Regions from separate parts of the Mus musculus genome. Here region 1 is linked to region 2. A link is a contact called in public HiChIP or PLAC-seq data. All regions are on one chromosome and are shown on one strand. The core of a region is the stretch at or near the end of the contact, and the rest is flanking DNA. Distances in the headings are between cores, read along the strand shown.

What was found. HiChIP or PLAC-seq counts read pairs in DNA pulled down with a chosen protein or histone mark.
Region 1: an H3K4me3 HiChIP or PLAC-seq map of embryonic stem cells shows a contact between it and region 2, with 6 times the contacts expected there. The contact joins two enhancer-like sites. A contact is called at or near these places in 2 of 484 Hi-C or Micro-C datasets (embryonic stem cells and myocytes), 7 of 115 datasets of contacts at active chromatin or transcription factors (all in embryonic stem cells) and 1 of 9 other capture datasets (embryonic stem cells).

Annotation. Positions count from the first base shown.
Region 1 is chr1:119,072,395-119,078,359 of GRCm38.p6, forward strand. No RefSeq gene overlaps it. Among named protein-coding and RNA genes, the nearest start is that of Gli2, 22 kb to the left of the region's middle. Within about 2 kb of position 2,702, at least 12 of the 459 cell types and tissues checked have an H3K27ac peak or open chromatin away from gene starts, as enhancers often do. A contact at or near this core is called in embryonic stem cells, where this site is marked.
Region 2 is chr1:119,295,638-119,301,709 of GRCm38.p6, forward strand. No RefSeq gene overlaps it. Among named protein-coding and RNA genes, the nearest start is that of Gm33388, 6.8 kb to the right of the region's middle. Within about 2 kb of position 4,639, at least 38 of the 459 cell types and tissues checked have an H3K27ac peak or open chromatin away from gene starts, as enhancers often do. A contact at or near this core is called in embryonic stem cells, where this site is marked.

The sequences.
Region 1 (5,965 bases), core at 1,452-3,951, 230 kb before region 2:
TTAGGTGCTCTGCCTGCTCTGGGAACAATATACTGAGCCATTTACCCACCGAGGGAGCAACCTCCCCTCGCTGGCTGATGCTTGACATCTTTCCCCATCACATGCTCTTCTTCTGGCATTGGTCTCCTTAACAGTGTGCCCCTCCCCGCCCCACCCCTCCCCATCCCCGCCCCCGCCCCCAGCACATGAGCCAAGACACACCTGGTTAACTGCTATAGGAGAACACTGAGTATCTCCTAAGGCTCACGTGCTAAGGAATTTTTAAGAGATGGGGGCAAACGAGCAGTCATTAAAGCACTGGAGGCTTGTCCTTGAAGGGAGCCCAGCTCCATGCCCTGCTCTCTTGACTCCCTGGTGAGGGGGTGAGTGGGTCTTACTCTGCCATGTACTCCAGCCACGATGCTCTGCCCCACCACAGGCTCAAAGCCATGGGCTCAAGTGACCATAGACTAAAACCATAAGCTTCTATCTGTTCCTTCTTCCGTTCCTCCCTACCTCCCTTTCTTTTAGTCTATCTATCTATATCCATTTATCATCTACCAATAATCTATCCATCATCTGTTTATCTATCATGTTTATTTATCATCTATCTTTCCCTCTCTCTTCTCCCCTTTATTTCTCTTATTCCCACCCTCATCATCTTCCTCTTTTTTCCCTTCCATTCTCTCTCTCTTTCTTAAGAGAGGTCTCATCATGTACCGTGGGCTAGCCTGGAACACCTATTCTGCCGCAGCACCCCGAGTTCTGGGATTACAGACAGATGCCATCACACTGGCTGAACTTTTTCTAAGTTGATTTTCTCAAGTGTGATTGTTAAGGTTTACTGGCAAGTGGATCTAGAATCATCTTGGAGACAAATCTCTGTGGGAGGTCTCTAGACTGAGTTAACAGACGTGGAAAGATTGACTCTAAGTGTGGGCGGTACCCTTCTATGGGTTGGAGTCCAGGACCAAAGTTTAAAAGTGGGAGCTAAGCACCCACATTTACTTCCCTGCTTCTTACTTTCAGATGCACTGTGGTCAGCTGCCTTGTTCTCCTGTGCCAGGATGGACTGAAACCTCCAACTGAGAGCCAAAGGACCCTTCCTTCTTTCCTTCCTTCCTTTCTTCCTTCCTTCCTTCCTTCCTTCCTTCCTTCCTTCCTCAAGTTGCTCTTCTTGTCATTTTGTCACAGTAGCAAATAAAGTACCTGTGACCTGCTGGTATTTTTCATACGTACAGAGATTAAGCAAACACAGTATCTTAATCAGGAAGATATCTTAAACTGTCTTTCCTCCAAGAAGCCCTCCTGGACAAGAACAAACCTTCTAGTGGCTTGACGGACACCCTCTACCAAAGATGCTGTCATCACATGGCTCCCTGACACACTCAACTGCATTTGAAGATCTCTTGATGTGTCTTTCTGTTGGCTTCCTGACTTCAAGACAGGAAACATGCCATAGTCCTCCCCCTCCTCCTCCCCTTTCTCCTCCTCTTTTCCCTTCTTTTTTCCTTTTCTTTTCTGACAGAGTCTCACATAGCACAGGCTATGTGACTTGCTATGTAGCCAAGGATGACCCTGAACTTCTGATCCTCGTGTCTCCACCTCCAGAACACGGAGATTACAGATCTGGACCACCAGGCTTAGTTTACGAATCTGGGTGTGCTGGGCCAGCATGCTACCACCTGAGCCACACCCTCAGCCCCACTTAGTTCTTTGTTTCGTTTTGGTCAGGTGATCTTCTCTACACATATTTTCTCTTGTTGCTTCTTAACCAGCTCCACTGCTGAAGTCATCTATGGTATCACGAAGGCGGCAGATGGCAGCCATCCACAATTGCAGCCCAAGGCTGGGCAGTACCCAGGATCTCCTTGATGTTCTAAAAAGTCCCGTGGCAGACAAAGTTTGGAGCTGTGACGAAAGGATGGGCCATCTAGAGACTGCCATATCCGAGGATCCATCCCATAATCAGCTTCCAAACGCTGACACCATTGCACACACTAGCAAGATTTTGCTGAAAGGACCCAGATATAGCTGTCTCTTGTGAGACTATGCCGCGGCCTAGCAAACACAGAAGTGGATGCTCACAGTCAGCTATTGGATGGATCACAGGGGCCCCAATGGAGGAGCTAGAGAAAGTAATCAAGGAGCTAAAGGGATCTACAACCCTATAGGTGGAACAACAATATGAACTAACCAGTACCCCGGAGCTCTTGTCTCTAGCTGCATATGCATCAAAAGATGGCCTAGTCGGCCATCACTGGGAAGAGAGGCCCATTGGACACGCAAACTTTATATGCCCCAGTACAGGGGAACGCCAGGGCCATAAAGTGGGAGTGGGTGGGTAGGGGAGTGGGGGGGAGGGTATGGGGGACTTTTGGGATAGCATTGGAAATGTAAATGAGGAAAATACCTAATAAAAATATTTTTTAAAAATGTCCTGTGGCTAAAGGACGGTGCAGCATCAGCTGGGCACTGTGGACAATCTCACCAAAAGTGCTATTTTCATTGTCTAATGGTTCTCTGCACCTTTCTTTCTGATGACCCGGGTAGAGGCAGACGATACTGCTCTGTCTGGGTCTGTCTGGGTCTGTCTGCTCTGGGTTGTCAATTACACATCATCAGACCTTTCCAGTCACTGGTTACCTTAGAGATGTTATCTCCCTCTCCCAGCTTAGGGTGATGACTCCCTCTCTTTACCCCTTCTCCACTAGGGGGCCCCATCTCTGCTTTCTCCTTCCCGGGTCAGCTGAAGTATTTGCCACTCCTTCCAGGAAGTCCCTGCCTCTAAAATGTCCTTCCCACCTTCCTTCTCAGAGAAGCCCCATGCCATTGAGCATACAGTTCCAAAACTTCCTTCTTCCTCAAAAGCTTTCCTTGGTGGCAATTCCACAGTAAGGCTATATACTTGCTGCTGCATCGCGTTTGACGAATCTGCTGGGGAGAGGTATTTAGGGTGTGTCTGTGTTTAGCCATACAGACACTTGCAAAGAACGTACTTTTCTGTGTAAATGAGGTCTCAGTCTGTAGCACAAGCTGGACTGGAACTCACTAACAACAACCTTCCTGCCTCAGCCTCCCGAGGGCTGGGGTTTCACAGCTACAGTACCATGGCTGCAAGACCATTCTTGGGTGCACAGATGTGGTAAGATAGTTCAGGACAGGACCTGAAGGTGGAGGCGTTGCTGGGTCGGATACCACAGGCAGGGGTTAATTTAGAAAAGCTGGCCCAGAACTGAGGGTGTGGCTCAGCTAGTGGGTCTCACCTAGCGAGCAGGAGGCCACAGACTAACTGACTGTGGCTGCGGTGCACTCCGGGAATCTTGGTATTTAGGAGGTGGAGTCAGGAGGATCGCAAGTTCAAGGTCAGACCTAGATCGAACTGAGGCCACCCTCTGCTACCTGAACAAGACAGAAAGGATGGAAAGAAGAGGAGGGGGAGGGGGAAAGGGGAGAGGAGGAGGAGGAGGAGGAGGGGGAGGAGGAGGAGGAGGAGGAGGAGGAGGAGGAGGAGGAGGAGGAGGAGGAGGAGGAGGAGACCTCAGGCAGAGAGCGCAATAAATAGGTTGGTGAGAGGGTGCTTCAAGTTAAAGCCAGAGTGAGGATGGAAAGTCGGTCCCCAGTGTCTTACAGCCAGCCCTGCCCCCTCCTTCCCTCTTCCTCTTGCTGGAACTCTTAGATCTTCCCAGATCCAGAAAGCCTTGTGGGGGGGGGCACACCCAAGATAGGGATTTGAGGGGAGGGGGACCCAAAGCCATTAGTGCTTAATTAAAAACCCTTTGTCTTGCTGACAGACCTGCAGGATTTCCTACCATGCAAACCTCAGATGTGCTCTGTCCTTTGGGGTGACACTGGTTGAGGCAGGTGCCCAGAGAATTCAAAAGATGGTAGGTGGGGGAGCTGAGGTCTCCGCATAACAAAACCTTGGCTTTTAAGGACCAACACTGGGGTATTTTCTAACCTCACTTATTCATTCCTTACTACAGCCCTTCCTACAGTGTTTTGTCTTGCTTAGTTTTTAAACTTAAAATTTGTAATATCTATCTATCTATCTATCTATCTATCTATCTATCTATCTATCTATCTACTTATTGTGTGGTTTGATGCATGCCATGACGCATGCGCAGAGGTCAAAAGACAACTTGTGGGATCTGGTTCTCTCCACCCCGTGAATTTCACAAATCAAACTCAGGTTGCCAGCCTTGGCAGCAAGCCCCTTCCCCTCTGACCCATCTTGCCCACCATCTTTGTTTTTAAGCTAGGATCACGTGTAGTTCAAGCAGGTATCAGACTCACTGTGTAGCAAGGGTGACCTTGAACTTATGATCCTCCTGGGTGCTTGAGTCACAGACAAGGGCATATCGGGGTCTGAACCTAAGACTTCCTTTATGCATTGTACCAACTGACCCACATCTCCAGCCCCTCAGGAATTCTTTTCCTTAAATGAATAACTGTGTGGGGGGGGGGGGGGGAGAGAAAGCCTCCTACCCATTGCCTCTTGAGAGTCACAGAGAAAGTGACCTTGCAGGCTGCAGAGCAGTACCCTGGAGGGCCAGACTGACTCACCTTCACACAATGCCAGGACGAAGGGAGGCCTTCTCTGAGGAGGTGACTCAGAAGCAGAGTTTTGAAGGATGAATAGGAGTTTGCCAGAGAACCAAATCAAATTGATTGATCTTGCCACTCTAACTGATCTTGCCCATTTTCATACAAGCTCTTCAAGTGACACTCCGGTGTCAGATTAGGGGTTCTGTTGCCCTTTAAGAGGTGCTGTGAAGAGGGACAGGATGCTGGCTCCCTTGGGCTCCATAGCACTGAGTCCCATGCGATCCGGTTTCTCATTCAGCAGAATGCTTACTGATTGCTTTTGTCTCAGGGTGCTGATTCTCCCGGGACGGGAGATTTATTCAGTCCTAGTCTGCGCAGACTTGGCTCTTATTTGCCTGAGGAAATATATTTCTTGGGTTGTTCCCCGAGGAGCGATGCTAGGTCATTACGCTGTGAATTGTTAGTCCATAAAGGATCCGTCCCTCACTCAGCCCGACTCTGAGCCTGGGCTGTTTGGAACACCGGTTACCTTAATCCTTCCGTGGTGTCAGGATGATGGCTCTGCGTGGTCGGGAAGCGAGAGCTGGCGGGTTATTTGTGGATGAGAGGTAAGTGTGGCTCCCCTGCAGGACCTCTGTTTTCACAGAGCTTAAGACAGAAGCGGAAGAGTGGGGAGGAGGGGGCCCAGTGTTAGTCAGGAACTTTTAGTGCCTTGCTTGGCACTTGAAAGTAAGATAAACAGCAGCCGCGGCTTGGTGTCAGTTCCAAGTACAGCTCAGATCCATGGGAGGGCTGAAGGTGTCTCACCGTGGACAGAGGTGCAGGAAATACTGGATTCTGTCCCCAGCACTGTATACACCAAGCATGGCACACACGTAGGTAAGCACAGCACTTGGGAAAAGGAGGCACGAGGATTAGAGGTTCAAGGTCATCCTTGGCTACATATGGAGTGTGAGGCCAGTCTGAGTTACATGAGACTCTGTCTCAATAAAATCAAAAAAGTTATATGGTCCATTGCTGCACAGACTGCCTTGTTCCACCAGTACCAGAGCTTTGGCTGGCCAAGGTTTGGGCCTGTTCATCTTCCCTAGCCCCAGCATTAGTGGCTACCTGCCAAGTCAGTGATGCCCACACAGGGCACGGGCTGAGCTTCTCCCCATGGTCTTTGCATCAGGAGGGGCTGCCATGGTTACCTGCCTGGGTGTGTCCTCCAGCGTGCAGTCTGGTCCCTTCCGCTGTGTTCTCTGCCTCCCGCTGTCTGCACTGTAACCCTGGCACCCTGTGGCTAGTCCCCTACTCCCCTCAACAGAGACACAAGGGTTAGGAGTCCTGACTCAGAAAGACACACCTGTACCAGGCAAGTGGACAGAGCCAAAGTTAGTACGAGGACTGGACGCTGGCTCTCTCGCCATCTTTCTGAGCAAGCACCCTCCTTCAA
Region 2 (6,072 bases), core at 3,389-5,888:
TCTGTGCAGCTCTGTGTGTCTTCCAGGATAGACAAAATTCCCTGTCATCATCCCTCTGCTTGCAATCCTCCTTGAGAGGTGGGAAGACAGCTTGTTGAAGTGCTTGCTGGGTAAGTATGGTGGCCTGAATTTATTTAAAAAAACAAACAAACAAACAAAAACCGTCTGAGCACCTGCAATTCCACTGCAGGGGAAGTGGGGACAAACAGATCCCTAGGGATCACCAAATTAGCTGGTCTAACTGGGCTGATGAGCTTTGAGTTCAGTAAAAGACCTGTCTCAAAAGTAAGATGGAGAGAGATTGAAGAAGACACAAGATGTTGGGTCCTGGCCTCCACAAACACACAACATACCTAACACACACACACACACACACACACACACACACACACACACACACACATACACATACACACACATACACACACACAGAGAAGTGTAATTGTTTTAAGATTTACTTTTATTTGTTTAATAAGTTATGTGTATGTATATGGAGTACAGGTGACCTAGAGAGGCCCAAGGAAGGTGCTGGACCTCCTGGAGACTGATTTACAGGTAGTTGTGAGACACCTGATGGGGTTTGGTCCTCAGAAGAGCAGCAAATGCTCTTCACTGCTGAGTCATTTCTCTCAATTTAAGAGAAACAGAGACACAGAGACAGAGAAAGACATAGAAACAGAGACATAGAGACAGGGAGAGATAGAAAAAGACAGAGAGACTGAGATAGAAAAAGACAGAGACAAAGAGAAAGACAGAGAGACAGAGAAAAGATGTAGAGACAGAGACAGACACTGACAGAGAGAGACAGAGAGGGGTGGGCCTTAGACATCAATAGCTGTGAACTTGGGCTTCACTCGGCTTTTACTGAGCAGGTTTGGCTATCAGACCTGAGGTACTCTGCCAAGCAGAGGCCCAGCAGTCCAGCAGAACCTCATGGTGGGACAAGTCTAGGAAAGATTAACTGTCTACGACATTACCTTAGGACCCTGAATGTTCAGCCCAGTCACATCCTCTGTCCTAAACCTCTGTACCCTGTAGCCAAGCCATCTGATGTCCATGGTTCAGTCTCTGCCCTGTGGTGCTCACGATAAATGGAATTAGACATACCTCAGCCACAAGCCAGTCAGACATCCAGACGATGCAGGTCTGTCCCTGGAGAATGAGCTGGTCTCAAAAGCAATGTAGTGACCTCTGGAGATGGCACAGATGTGTCACTGGGGGCTCTGGAGCTGGGTACTTTGGGGTATGGCTCATCTTCTGTGTTCTTTTTCTTGGCTAAGACTTGGTGTGATCCAGTATATGTAGCATGAGGGAGTAATCCCTCAGGTTCATTCCCCTTTACATTTGGGGACTGGATCTCCAATTTGGAGAATTTGGAGCTTGCTGACTAGGCTGGTGGCAGGCCATTGGGGATCTACTGGTTTCCATCTCTCCAGTGCTGAGGTTAAATTAAGCAAGCTCCACCATGATCAGCAGTTTCTACATCAGTTCTAAGAATTGAACTCAGGTCCTTGTACCTTGTACCTTTACATCATCTTCTTGCCTGGGAATTATATGTTTTAATATATAAAATATCTATTTAAATTTATTAATATAATAAACTATGTATTTATATATAATATATTATTTATTTGTTTACTTATTTACTACAGGGGATGACATGTGTGGAGGTCTGAGGACAAAGCACAGAAGCGGGTTCTTTTCTCCCACTGTATAGGTTCCAGAGATTGAACTCAAGTCTTCAGCCTGGGCAGCAAGCACCTTGACCCACTGACCATCGTGCTGGCCCGTGGTTGAGAATTTTGGAAGTATGACATACCACACACCTGTCCCTCAGTTTGTGACTGCCATTTGCACGCTCAACATCAGATGTCTGCCTATATCTAGCACTTCAGTTTTCTCCTGCCCTGTAGGGAGCAGACCTATACCCAGAAATCTTAAAAGAAAGAAAGAAGGAAAGAAGGAAAGAAAGAAAGAAGGAAAGAAGGAAAGAAAGAGAGAGAGAGAGAGAGAGAGGAGAGGGAGGGAGGGAGGGAGGGGAGGGGAGGGGAGGGGAGGGGAGGGGAGGGAAGGGAAGGGAAGGGAAGGGAAGGGAAGGGAAGGGAAGGGAAGGGAAGGGAAGGGAAGGGAAGGAAGAAAGACCAACAGACATTTATTGACAGATGCAGACCTGTGTGTGCAGAGGGCTCCCTCACAACATACACCCATGAGTGGACACATGGGATACCTGCACACTCACTAGGTGTTCATGGAGCTATGCACAGTAGGAGAGGAGGGCACATGTAGGGAGAAACCTTGATGTGAAGTCAATGTCCCCCACCCCACAGCCTTAGAGACCAGCCTCAAGGCCTATGCTGCCCCCAGGACCCCAGGCCTTTGCCTGAACTGTCTCTGTGTCTCCCCAAAGCTCAATTGTCCTCTCCTTGAGGCACCCAGAGCCTCCTCAGAATTCCCCTGGTCAGGAATGCACCAGCTACCCTGCCTTAATGGTGTACCCCCAGATGCTGGGACACTTGATCATCAGCACCACACAGTCACTTAAGGACCCAAGCCAATAGAAGCTCCACCACCAGTCTTGCCAGCTGAGCCACCCTTAGTGGCCATGGTAGGGAAGAGGGACACCGGCGGGTCAAGCCTCACACTAATGGGAAGTGAGTGAATTGTACCTCTGTCTTGTTGACTGGAATTAGTCACAAGGTGCCACCTCCTCTCAGGGGCCCTGGGAAGTTCAATGCTCCATGCTTGCTGTCCTCTGATGCTGCCCAAGGTGAGGAGAGAAAGCAGGACTGGGAAGAAAGTGCTTCATGTACATTCATGAAACCCAGACCTCGTGTTAAAAAATGGGTGCCATGACATGTGCTCTTGTCCCAGTGCTGGGGAGGTGCAGATAGCTGACCTGAGATTCTGGACAGCTCACAGAGCCGACTTGCTGAGTTCCAGGTAAGAGACTCCGTTTCAGGGGGGGGGGGGGGAAGGAAAACTAAAGATGGTTCCTGAGACCAACACCAAGGATTAGCACATGTGCATACACACACAAATATGCATGAATAACATATGTGCATCTGTACACACACACACACAGAGAGAGAGAGAGAGAGAGAGAGAGAGAGAGAGAGAGAGAGAAACAGGCTTTTGTTCTCTTATAGTTCTGAAAAGCCAACCAGTGCTAAGATGATCCTGATAGGTCCAGACACACCCACAAGCCTCAGCTACTGACCTCTTCCTCTCTCCCATCCTCAAAAACCACAAAAAAATACCCACTTCCCCACGTGACCTGCTGCCCTCCTCTCATTAATCCCCTTGTATCTACCGGATAGCCCGTGCTAATCCTCCCATTGCAAGTTCCTTAAATCCTCACATAGGCAAACCCAAGACAAGATCTCATGTAGCTTAGGCCGGCCTCAAACTTGCTATGCAGCGGGGGATAACCTTGAACTCTTGACCCTTCTGCTTCTACCTCTTAATATCCAGAATTAAAGGTCTACACTACCATGCCTGGTTCCTGTGGTACTGAGGCCCAAACCAAGTAGTTGATAGGGATCAGACAAGCCCTCTCCTTACTGAGCCATATCCCTAGCCCACCCCGCAGGATTCTGAGGACCTTTAAAGCGCTGCTCACCGTTCCCCTCCTCAGTGCTAATGTCACTGCTCACATGGCCTCTGTTGGGGTCTTTAGGGTCAGCACTGGAGAAAGCATCTACCCACCCACCCACCCCCAGCCCCACCGGCGTCTAGGAAGTCTGCAGGGAGTCAAGGAGTTGCGGATCATGATTGAACAAACTTGGCAAAAGCAAGAGGTGCGTGAGAACAGGGAGCCCAGGAGAAGGTGGGTGGACAGGACAACCACCTCGGGAACAGCTAGTGGGGACAGGAACTCTCTGATGTGGCAGTTCTAGCACAGCATGGGCCCTTCATGCCTATGCATGGAGGGATCGTGTGGGAGACGTGTGGAAAGATGGGGCAGAAGAAACAGAATGGAATATTTCACTCTCCTGTGGCTTCCTGTTCAACAAACTGCAGGGACCCGTCTATGTCTGCCCTCCCAGCACTGGGATTACAAACATGAACCACCACACAGAAGTTTTTTGTTTGTTTACTTTGCTTATGTGGGTTTGGGGGAGTGAACTGGGGTCTTCCTGCTTGCACAGCCAACACTTTCCAGACTGAGCTGCCATCTCCCCAGATCCCGCCCCTTCTCCTAAGCACCACAGGAGGTCTCCATGCCAACCTTGCAGTGCCACACAGATGAGGGAACAGAGGAGCCCCTGACCCAAGTTCTCAGGCCAGCCAGCTGACTAGGCTTGAATTTACAAGCCCGTGGTAGTCACTGAAAGCACCGGCCATGTTGGGCCCGCCCATCCTGGGCCAAGCTTTGCCGCACTTCCAGTTGACCATCCTGTCTCTTTAGATACTAGACCTCATCAGCAAAACAAAGATTGCAAAGCTGCTTTTGGCTCCCACCCTTCCGCGGGCAGCCCTGTAATCAGGGTGGATTCCCTGAAGGGGACTGGGACTAGATCTGAAGTTCCTGCTGCAAACAAGACATAGTCCCTTTGGTGTGGCCAAGAGATGATCCAGCATGAACAGGGAGAGGCCCAAGGCACCGATGACTCCATGGCCCAAAAATGAGAATCAAAGAAGCATACACGATTGTGCAAACTTCCCACAAGCTGCCAGTCAGCCCTGGGCAGGAGGAGAAGAGCTGTTCACATGCCTGCATGTGAGCTTACTATGTTTAGCTTCGTTCACTATACATACAGGCTGTCAGGAGGGGCTGGATAGAAACCAGAAATGATGGACCTCACCAGGCCCCTCGTTCCAGACACCTGCTCTGTGGTTCAGCCATTCACTCAGCCAGGAGGTCAGTCAGTATTCCTCTATCTGTTTCCTCATTCATTTCCCAAGAGTGTGCCAGGGATTGTGCAAGGCTCTCTGGGTAAAAGCCACAACAATCTCAAGGAGCCTGCATGTCCTGAGAACCTCGAAGAACAGCAAAGCACTAAATATAGGTAGCCCTGGGCAAGCTTACCACAATGATAAAGGCATGTGCCTAGAGCCCCGGAACATATAACATAGGACTCTGGTATCTCCCTAAGGAAAAAAAAATTAATCACTAGTTTAAAAAATCAAAACAAGGGGGCTGGAGAGATGCTCAGTGGTTAAGAGCACTGACTGCTCTTCCAGAGGTCCAGAGTTCAAATCCTAGCAACCACATGGTGGCTCACAACCATCCATAATGAGATCTGACTCCCTCTTCTGATGTGTCTGAAGACAGCTACAGTGTACTTATATAAAATAAATAAATCTTTTCTAAAAAAAATCAAAACAAGATTTTACACCTGAAAAATGTTTAACTCTGCAAACATTTCTTTTCTCATGAATGTGGAGTTGAACATGACACTCAACGTGGTCTTTAAATCCCCATTGAACTGAACTGGCCAAGAACAATCAGCACGAAGTCATTCTCCAAATCCCCTTGGTACCCGGGGCCATACAAAAGGCCTGGGTCTTGCCAATCTGTGAGATAGCTGGGAAAGGTGGTCCTGACACCCAGTGACCGTGGCCAAGCCCAAGGCTCAGAATGCTGGGGTATATGGGGTGCTAGAGAGGTGGGTCAGTCATTAAAGTTCTTGTCATGCAAGCATGGGGACTTGAGCTCGATCCCCAGAATCCCCGTAAAGCAGCTTAAACCAGCGAGCAGGTGGAGCACGCACTCGGCACTCAGGAAGTGGGTGAAGCTCACTGGCCAGCCAGGCCAACCAAATCAGTGCGCTCCACCCGGGTGGATGAGAGGTCCTGGATCTGAAAATAAGGAGGAGGGGCCGAGGAGATGGCTCAGCAGGTGAAGGCTGATCAGACTTGAGGTCAACCCCCACGACCCACATGGTAGGAGGAAAGAGCCAACGCCCAAGAGTTGACCTCTGAACTTCACACATACACCATGCATGTACCCACACACACGCATACACTCACATGCAAAATAAATACACAAACATGTAATTTCAAACAAAATTTTAAACAAGAGCAGGGAGAGATCCACAAAGACATCCAGCCTCGACCTCTGACCTGCAC